2 separate regions of the Ovis aries genome follow, and region 1 is linked to region 2. A link is a contact called in public Hi-C data. All regions are on one chromosome and are shown on one strand. Each heading gives the region's core, a stretch centred on a gene start, on an enhancer-like site or on the middle of the called end of the contact. The rest is flanking DNA. Distances are from core to core; before and after follow the strand shown.

Region 1 (4,492 bases), core at 689-3,188, 92 kb after region 2:
CCTCGGCGCCTCTTCCTTTTGTGGCTTTCGCCCGCTCCCCCGGCCCGGGCGCCGGCCTGCGCCCCCCCCGAACCCTCCAGCCCGAGGGCGCGGCGGGAGACGCAGGGCAGTGCGCCGCGGAGGGCGGGGGAGACGCTTCCCGCGCGGGGCCTGGGCGGCGGGGCTGGGACTCCGCGCCGGCTGCGGCGGGGCAGCGCTTACCTGCGGGCGGCGGCGGCGGGCAGGGCAGCGGGCGCCTGGGGCGCGGGCTGCGCGGGGCCGGGCGGACGGCGGCGCTCGGGGCCGGGCCGCCCCTCTGCCCTCCTCCGAGGAGGCTCCGGCCGTGCGCCGGGGGCCGGGCCGGGCCAGACTCACTTCCTCAATCCTGAGCGGGGCGGGCGGCGCGCGGGGCGAGGGGCGGCCTCCGAGAGGCCTCCGCAGAGCGCGCGCGGGAAGCCCCTGCGCTCGCCCGCCGGCTTCCCTCACCGAGACCCCGGAGGCCACGGGGTCCGCAGGCGCCCCCAGCGCCGGTCTCCTCCGGGTCTGGGTCCCCTGCCCTCCGGCAGGGCAGTCTCAGCGGCGAGATTGGTCGGTTTTCGGCGCAGCCCAGCTTTCCCTGCCCCTCTGTTCCGCTCAGCAGCGAAATCCGCTGGTGAACTCCGGACTCGTCTATGGAGGCAGTAAATACTCAAAAGACAGGAATATTCGTTTGTGTACAACTTTTTCTACAGCAGACTAGACGTATGAAATGTAAAACTTTAATAGTTTGCAAACCTCAACCCTTCCACCACATGGATTTACTAAATTACGGATACACACAAAGATATCACTGGTGAATCATTTTAAATTGTCTGGGTCTATTTTGGGGGTGGCGGTGGTAGATAAACCTGCTGGAGTGTAGGCAATTTCTATTTCAACCTAATAAAAAGATGTACCCACAATTAAGGCCATTGTCCAAAGACAGATCATAATGATGTACGTCCATGCGGGCGGGCAGGCTTTAGATTGGGCTCCACGTGCCCGCCAGGGAAAGAGAAGACTTCTTCGGAAAAAGCGGATGGTCCTGCACCCTGGCAGGATCTGCGCACCCCAGGTTCCTCCCGTGTTCGGCTATGACTGGAACATTCCCAGGGTTTATCCCAAGGCTCAGAGACAAATCGCCAGCATCCTCACTGCCGTTTCACAAAAGCCGGCCAGCAGCAGCCAGCTCCCGCCTCCACGACCTCGCAGACACTTTGAGCGGTCACCATGGACGAGTTCCTTGGGTCCCTGTTCGAAGAGGGGACCACGGGGCAGCTGAGGTTTGCGCCCAAGAGGCTGCCCCGTCGGCTCTCCCGGGCCACACGCCCCTCCAAAAGGGAGGGTGCAGTTCTGCAACCCTGCCTTCACCACCGCGGTTCTAATTCCAATATGCAAAAGGCGGCAGTTTGGTCGCTAACGAAAAGTCCCTAATAATTTGCAGGGCGTGGCGTCCACGGTGCCGAGTGAGCCTGGCGATCGCGGCGCGGCGCCCACCCCCACCCCTAGGAGCCCGGTCCTGCCATCTAGCGGGACCGCGAGGAAGTGCGCGCCGGGTGACCGGCGGACCAGGGGGCAGACGCGGCCCACGGAGGTGAGGACAAGCCCTTTTTAAATGAGCTTGCCATCCGCTTAGAAATGTGTCCAAGGTAGAAATAACTTGTCACATGGGTGGCCTGTTTCGAGCTGGCTGTATCCCAGCATTTAACCTTACCCTTGGCATGCGTTACTTACAGGTTTGCGTGAGGCGATTGTTACAGGTCAGTTAAGATTTCTTTATGCTTCTTAACCCCCGCTGACCAACGTCTCATGTTGGAATGCTGGTAAAGAATCCACCTGCAGCGCAGGATTCCTGAGTTCTATCCCTGGATGGGGAAGATCCCCTGGAGAGGGGACCGGCTACCCACTCCAGTGATCTGGCCTGGAGAAAAAGACTGGGACACGACTGAGTCACTTTCGCTTTCGCTTTCTAAGTTTTCTCCTAAGTAGGTAATGGAGGCAGGGAGGGGTTTCCCTGGTGACTCAGACGGTAAAGAATCCGCTTGCAATGCGGGAGACCTGGGTTCCATTGCTGGGTTGGGAAGATCCCCTGGAGAAGGGAGCAGCTACCACCCCAGTATTCTGGCCTGGAGGCAAAGAGTCGGTCAGGACCAAGCGACTTTCACTTTCACGGTGGGGTCCATTGGAAGCTACCTCCCTGAGCTACCCTTTCTGCCTTCTGAAGGTGTAGTAGTTTTTTTCCTTTAATTGAAGGATAATTGCTTTACAACATTCAGTTGGGTTCTGCCACGCATCAGCATGAATCAGCTGTATACACACATCCCCTCCCTCTTGAACCTCCCTCCACCCTCCCACCCATTCCCACCCCTCTAGGTTGTCACAGACCAAAGGGCCTGAGCTCCCTGCCAATTCCCACTGGCTATTCATTTTGCATATGTAAAGTATATGTTTCAATGCTACTCTCCCAATTCTCTCCTTTCCCAGCTGTGTCCACAAGTCTGTTCTCTATGCGTCTCCATTGCTGCCCTACAAACAGCTTCATCAGCACCATACTTTTTGTTGTCCTTCAGTCTCTCAGTCGTGTCTGATTCTTTGTGAGCCCATGGACTGCAGCACGGCAAGCTTTCCTGCCCTTCACCATCTTCCAGAGTCTGCTCAAACTCATGCCCATCGAGTTGGTGATGCCATCCAACCATCTCATCCTCTTTGTCCCCTTCTCCTCCTGCCTTCAACCTTTCCCAGCATCCTTCCCACCATCCTTCTAGATTTCATATATACGCATTAATATATGATATTTGTTTTTCTCTTTCTGACTTACTTTACTCTGTATAATAGGCCCTCAGTTTCTAGTCACCTTCCTTCAGCTGGGTATTCAGTTTCCACTGATATTTCTCCTGGGACACTTAAAAAATGTCCCTTATTATCAAGACATGATAGGAGCAAGAACGTCAAAAGGGCTCAGCCTGCCATTGGGAGAAGCTTGGGTGTTTCAAAGGGTCCACTTTTAGAGAATGTCCCAACTTACTGTCCCCACCCCAAAAGGCACTGCACACACACATGCACACACACACACCATAGCCACAGTGTATGTCCTCAAAATGGTTCCTCTTGTGGTAATGACAAACAAAGGAATTGCTGTTTTCCTTGAATGTGTTGCTCACATTTTGGTTGGGAAATGGAAGGTTTCTAAATGCATTCAAACATACACAAGTGCATAAATTAAGATGGATCTTATCCAAGGCATGGTTGAACACGGTGGACCTAACCAAGTACAGAAATATTCTTCATCTAACCTCAGTGTCAGTGTACAACTCAGTGATTGAGGCTTACTGGTCTGAAGCCTTAGAAACTCTGGGTAATTTAGACACAAACACAGAGATCCTCATGGAGAAAAGGGACAGACATGAACACTTATGCGCACAGTTGCAGGACGCAGTGTTTCCCTGAGTCCCCAAGCAACCTTCCCACATTCTGCACACTCACATCCTCATCACTTGGTGATAAAGAGGGACTTGGTAAGCTCAATGACAGCTTTAACTTCACCAACTAAGATGCAGAGCCTTTGAGGCCAAGCTTGCTGCCTCATCCACCCCCAAAACCGTCAAAGTGAGTTTCACACTCAAGCTAAGCACAGGACTTCATTGACTGAGCAAATGTAATTTTATCCTTAAGTGATTGAAACCACTTTCTTGTAAGTCACTTTGTACCAAAGTTCTAAGGAAAAGAAAGGTCAGTCACAGAAAAAGGGGTCTTCTGGTCTTTAAATGAAAAAACAGTTTTTTTCAAATATCTGATTTTATTTTATAGTTATTGCATTGTTGGACACAATCTGCAATTAGGGTCAGAATTCCCAGGCCAATAGATTTTTTTAAACCATACCACAGGAGTAAACCTTAAAAGAACTAAAGTCTAATGCTATATAGATTTCCATTTCTAAATACAGTATATTACAGAAGGTTAAATACATCACCTCTGTTTACTTACAACTATAAAAAGATACATTAACTCTACCAATTATAAATAATGTAGCATCATATTAAAGGCATTATTGTACAATGAAAGAATAAGAACGCTCTAATGTATTACTATCAAGGTTAATGTCTTTAGTTACTTGAGATAAAATCCTGAAAATTCAGCATATGAAGTCAAATCCTGATTTAACAAGTTACTGGTAGTCTAAGTGATGTGTTGTTAATTCATTGAGAGAAGGAGAATTATATTTGCATATTTCCAACAGGAATGATAACCTCACTTCACATACGACTTTCTCTATACATAACACTGGTTTTGACATAGACCTCCATTTTATTATTCTTCCCCCGCCCCCCAATTTAATTCTCAAACATAACTTAATTCTCAAACATAAGCACCATTAGAAAAGTACAAGTTAGTAACAGTAAAAGTATCTGAATAACACAATTGCAGTTTGGTTTTGTTTTTTTAAAGCTCTGTGGGACACTTTCAGTTTTCCAAGTTGCCTTGGAATTGCACATCC
Region 2 (3,968 bases), core at 261-2,760:
CGCTCTTATCAACAGTCTTTTCTTCACTTCACTTAGAGCCTTAGCTTTTGAAATCAGCTCATGTCCCATACGGAACGAGGGCTTACAGACATGATCATCAGTACATCAGGGAAGGGAAGGTCCTTCCCTTCCCTGTGCAGCCTCATCGGTGGGCCTGGGTGTCTTGCAAGGCCTCCCAGAAAAAGAGACAGGAGCTGCCCACACTGTCAGACCATGGCCAGAGTCCTGTGCAGTTAACTGCTTCTTAGAGGCCCTGCTCACTTTCCTTGGGAGGTAGGCCAAAAGCTGGAGTGTCTGGGCCCCATGGCCTCCACCAGCCCCCTTCCTCTGATGCCTGCCTGCAGGACCAAGACTGGGCATCGTGGGCCGGCCGGCCTGCATTGCTGCAAAGAGCAGTGGACACGTGGGCCAGACAAACCACCCTGGCAGAACTCTCTGTGTTCACGTGGATAGCAGGCCAGGACCTTGTGCCCAAGAGCTTGCTAAAGGCATGCACAACTTCCTTCTCATTTTAGCTGAAAATCTGTTTCCAAAGCACCAGCTACAATCAGGCAGCACCACGGCAGGAAACAGATGCTGCAGGCAGAGGGTGTGGGGGCAGCCAGGCTCCCATGGCGAAGGCCCCCCACCGGGGCCGCGGGGCAGGAGCCCACCTGGAACAGATGATTTCATCTGATGACTGCACGCTGGGCAGCTCCCCCAGGTGGTTGTCCGAGAGGTTCAGCTTCCGGAGGTTGATGAGGCCCCAGGGGACGACCGAGGGGAGGGACGCCAGGCAGTTGGCAGAAAGATCCAGCTCTGTGATCTGGCAGGAGATGTCGATGAGCCAGTCCAGATCCACCCAGGGCAGCTTGAGGTGGGACCATTTCACACGAAGAGCCTGGGTGGAGAAATGGGCAAAGCACACGCCAGTGGCAAACCCAGGGCTCACGCAGACTTGGAATAAAGCAATGGTTTATCCAAGTGTGAGTCTGTCTGCTCATCTCAGCAGAGTCCTGAGAGATCGGGAGAACTGGGAGCACGTCGTCACTTGGGGGCACCTGTATCCTCGAGGGAATCTCTGCAGACACAGCAACGCCCTCTCCAGACTCGAGAGGGAGCACGTGGGCTTTGCGTCACCTCTGAGAGGGCTGATCACAGCCAGGAGGGACACTCAGCAGGAATAGCCCCTGCTCTGTGCAGAAGAGGCCACCCCAACTTGGAAGACCCTCCCCAGCCTGCAGAAGAAGGCGGAGACCCAAACCTGGGTCTTCTCCCTTCAGGTCACTCTTCCCCACGATTAGGGCAAGAAGCGCCTGTGTGTGCTCACACCATGTGGGGTGCTTTGTGGATGCACCATTTCCAGAGTGAGCGACAACACACAGGCAACGGCCAGACACCACATGCGAAGAAGAGGACTTTGACCCGCAACCTGCAGCAGTCTACCAGGACACTAATAACCCCCTCATCTAAACTGGAAGCAGGGACAAAGCTAGGGAAGCGGTTACTTCTCAGTCGAGTCCCGGACGTTTGGGACCAACTGTTACAGAAGTTACCCTGTAGCTTCCTGGACTGTTACTAGGCGTTGCAGTGAGTCAGGGGTGGGGCCTGGTATTTGGCATTTCCTGCAAGCTCCCGGGTGATGCCAGAGCTGCTGGTCTAAGGAACACACTCTGGAAAGGAAGAGACTGAACTTGACCTAGAGTTTGACTCATTCTATTTAAAGAAATAAAGTATAAATTATATGATCCTTTCTTTCAGGTGAGAAGGGTTCTCTAGCCCTAGGCTAAGACAACTGCTATGACTAATTAGGGAAAGTCAAACATGCTCCCCCAACCAGTTATGAAGGATGCCCCCTTCTAGGTCACTGCTTCCAGCTTGCCCACCAACCACCACCAGACAGGGCACACCCGATGGCTTGCCCTTGTCCGTGATAAAGCCTCTCCACTCCTCTGACAAAAGGCGAGCGACGGTGGCTGACTCACTACCGAAAGTGCTGAATAAATCTCCTTTGCTTTTCTCATTTGGTTGGGTCAGAAAGGTCAGCAGCTTGCTGGCACATGGTGGTAAGTGGGATCTGGTTAAGCGTTCACAAGCAGGGCTTTGCTCTTGATCATCCAAGAATGTGGGGCTCACTGAGGTTTCTGGGGAAAGGAAATCGGCTCTTTTGGCTAGTGTCTCTAAAGCAGCTGGAAATCCGTATCAGAAAATTGGAGAAACAAGAATTAGTGCTTCACTAAAGGGAAAATGTTGCAACTGGGAAGGATACCAATAACATGAGGGAAGTTCGCTTTCAAAATTGGCAGCGGTAGACTCCCTTATCTGGTCACAAGGTGGCGTGTGCGCCTCGGCTTTGTCTCCTTGGCTAACTTGCCAGGGCTGGAAAGCGGGGTCTGCAGTTCTTTCTCAAAACTCTGGGTTTTGAACCAAGGAGATGGGGGCTCTGTCTCTGTCTGCCTGTCTCTCTCCACTCACCTTGATGAAGAGAGGCGGTGGTATACTGGATTTCAGGTCAAGAGAATGGAGTTTTAGTCTCAGTTTTATTTTAGACAAGTCAAGCTTGAGTTGTAGGCCTGTTTTTATTATCATTATTGTTTCCCCCCATAATTATGCATCTTGAAAAATTTCAAAACTGCAGAAAGGCTTAACCAGTTCAATGCATACCCATTCATATACACTTCATCTAGATTCACCAACTGTTAATATGTTGCCACATTTCTTTTTCTTTTTCCCTCCACACAAACACACACTTTTCATTTTTTGCTGAGTCACCTGAAAGTAACCATGGCGCTTCATTCACACCAACATTATCTCGGAAAAAATGAAATCAGTACAACATTATCAAATCCATACTCCATGTTGAAATATTCCAGAAACGTCTTTCATAACTCTTCTGCATCTCGATCCAGGATCTCATCAAAAATCATACACTGCATTTAGTTGTCAAATCTCTTTACCTTTCTTGAATCGAGAAGAATCCTCATGCCTTTTGCTGTCCTTTTAAACTTGGGCACTGTCAGTTTTCAGGCATTCTAGTTGTTTTGTAGAATATCCCATAGTCTGAATTTTGTTTCCTGATGTTTATATTCAAGTTAAACATTTTTGCCAAAAATCTCAATGTTCATTCCTACTAACTGAACTCCACAAGAGGCCACCTGATGCCATATTGTTTCACTAATGGTGATGCCAAGTCTGATCCCTTGGTTAAGGGATCTGTCCTTTGTAATGCCACATTTTGTGTGTGCACGTGTGTGAGCACGCTCAGTCGTTTCCGACTTTTTGGGACCCCACGGACTGGAGCCCGCCAGGCTCCTCTGTCCACTGAATTTCCAAGGCAAGAATACTGAAGATCCTCCTCCAGGGGACCTTCCCAACCCAGGGATCGACCCCGAGTCTCTTGCATCTCCTCCACTGGCAGGCAGACTCTTTACCTCTGTGCCACAAAGTCATATTGTACTCTGTGATTAGCAATCTGAGAGGGTGATATTCGGAGACTAGGGAATGTTTTCTGTTCCTACGTCAGTTCATCCTGTGGTGTTAGCAGCCATTGTTGATCCAAGGCGTGCAGATCACAGTCTGACTCTCTCCCCTCTGCACGGACCTGTATGGCCATTCAGGTCACCTGAACTGATATGGCAGTCAAATGCAAAGTGAAAAGGAGACTGGGTTTGCTTTTAAATAACAAACCTTAGGTGTTGATTTAAAGTTTTATAAATAAAACTCTGTAAGGGCCATCAAAAATAAAACAACAGGCATAACTCAGGTTGTTATGGTGAGATGAACCAATTACGACACAAATCAGACATCCTTGGGGAACCAGTTGAGACTTTGTGTCTCGACAATGGCAACCTTCCTCCTGCATCTCCTCTGTGTCAGCCTCTCTGATCCTGGAGCTGCAGCCTAGAACTGCATAAGGAGCAGGGACTCTGCCTTGGGGACTCGAGCCCTGTATATGCCTAACTCACCCCATGTGGGGTCTTGGGCAAGCT

Evidence for each region. A called contact is a pair of places that touch in the nucleus more often than the background predicts.
Region 1: a Hi-C map of tail adipose tissue shows a contact between it and region 2, with 7 times the contacts expected there. The contact joins the promoter of LRRK1 here to the enhancer-like site in region 2. A contact is called at or near these places in 6 of 16 Hi-C or Micro-C datasets (hypothalamus, muscle, omental adipose tissue and 2 more).

Annotation. Positions count from the first base shown.
Region 1 is chr18:5,011,049-5,015,540 of ARS-UI_Ramb_v3.0, forward strand. It overlaps LRRK1 (leucine rich repeat kinase 1), which reads right to left and starts at 1,939. Exons shown (of 34, transcript XM_042235020.2): 1 at 1,732-1,939. It overlaps ALDH1A3 (aldehyde dehydrogenase 1 family member A3), which reads right to left. Exons shown (of 13, transcript XM_042235022.1): 13 at 3,774-4,492.
Region 2 is chr18:4,919,406-4,923,373 of ARS-UI_Ramb_v3.0, forward strand. It overlaps LRRK1 (leucine rich repeat kinase 1), which reads right to left. Exons shown (of 34, transcript XM_042235020.2): 7 at 654-880. Among named protein-coding and RNA genes, the nearest start is that of LRRK1, 92 kb to the right of the region's middle. Within about 2 kb of position 1,511, at least 22 of the 54 cell types and tissues checked have an H3K27ac peak or open chromatin away from gene starts, as enhancers often do. A contact at or near this core is called in hypothalamus, where this site is marked.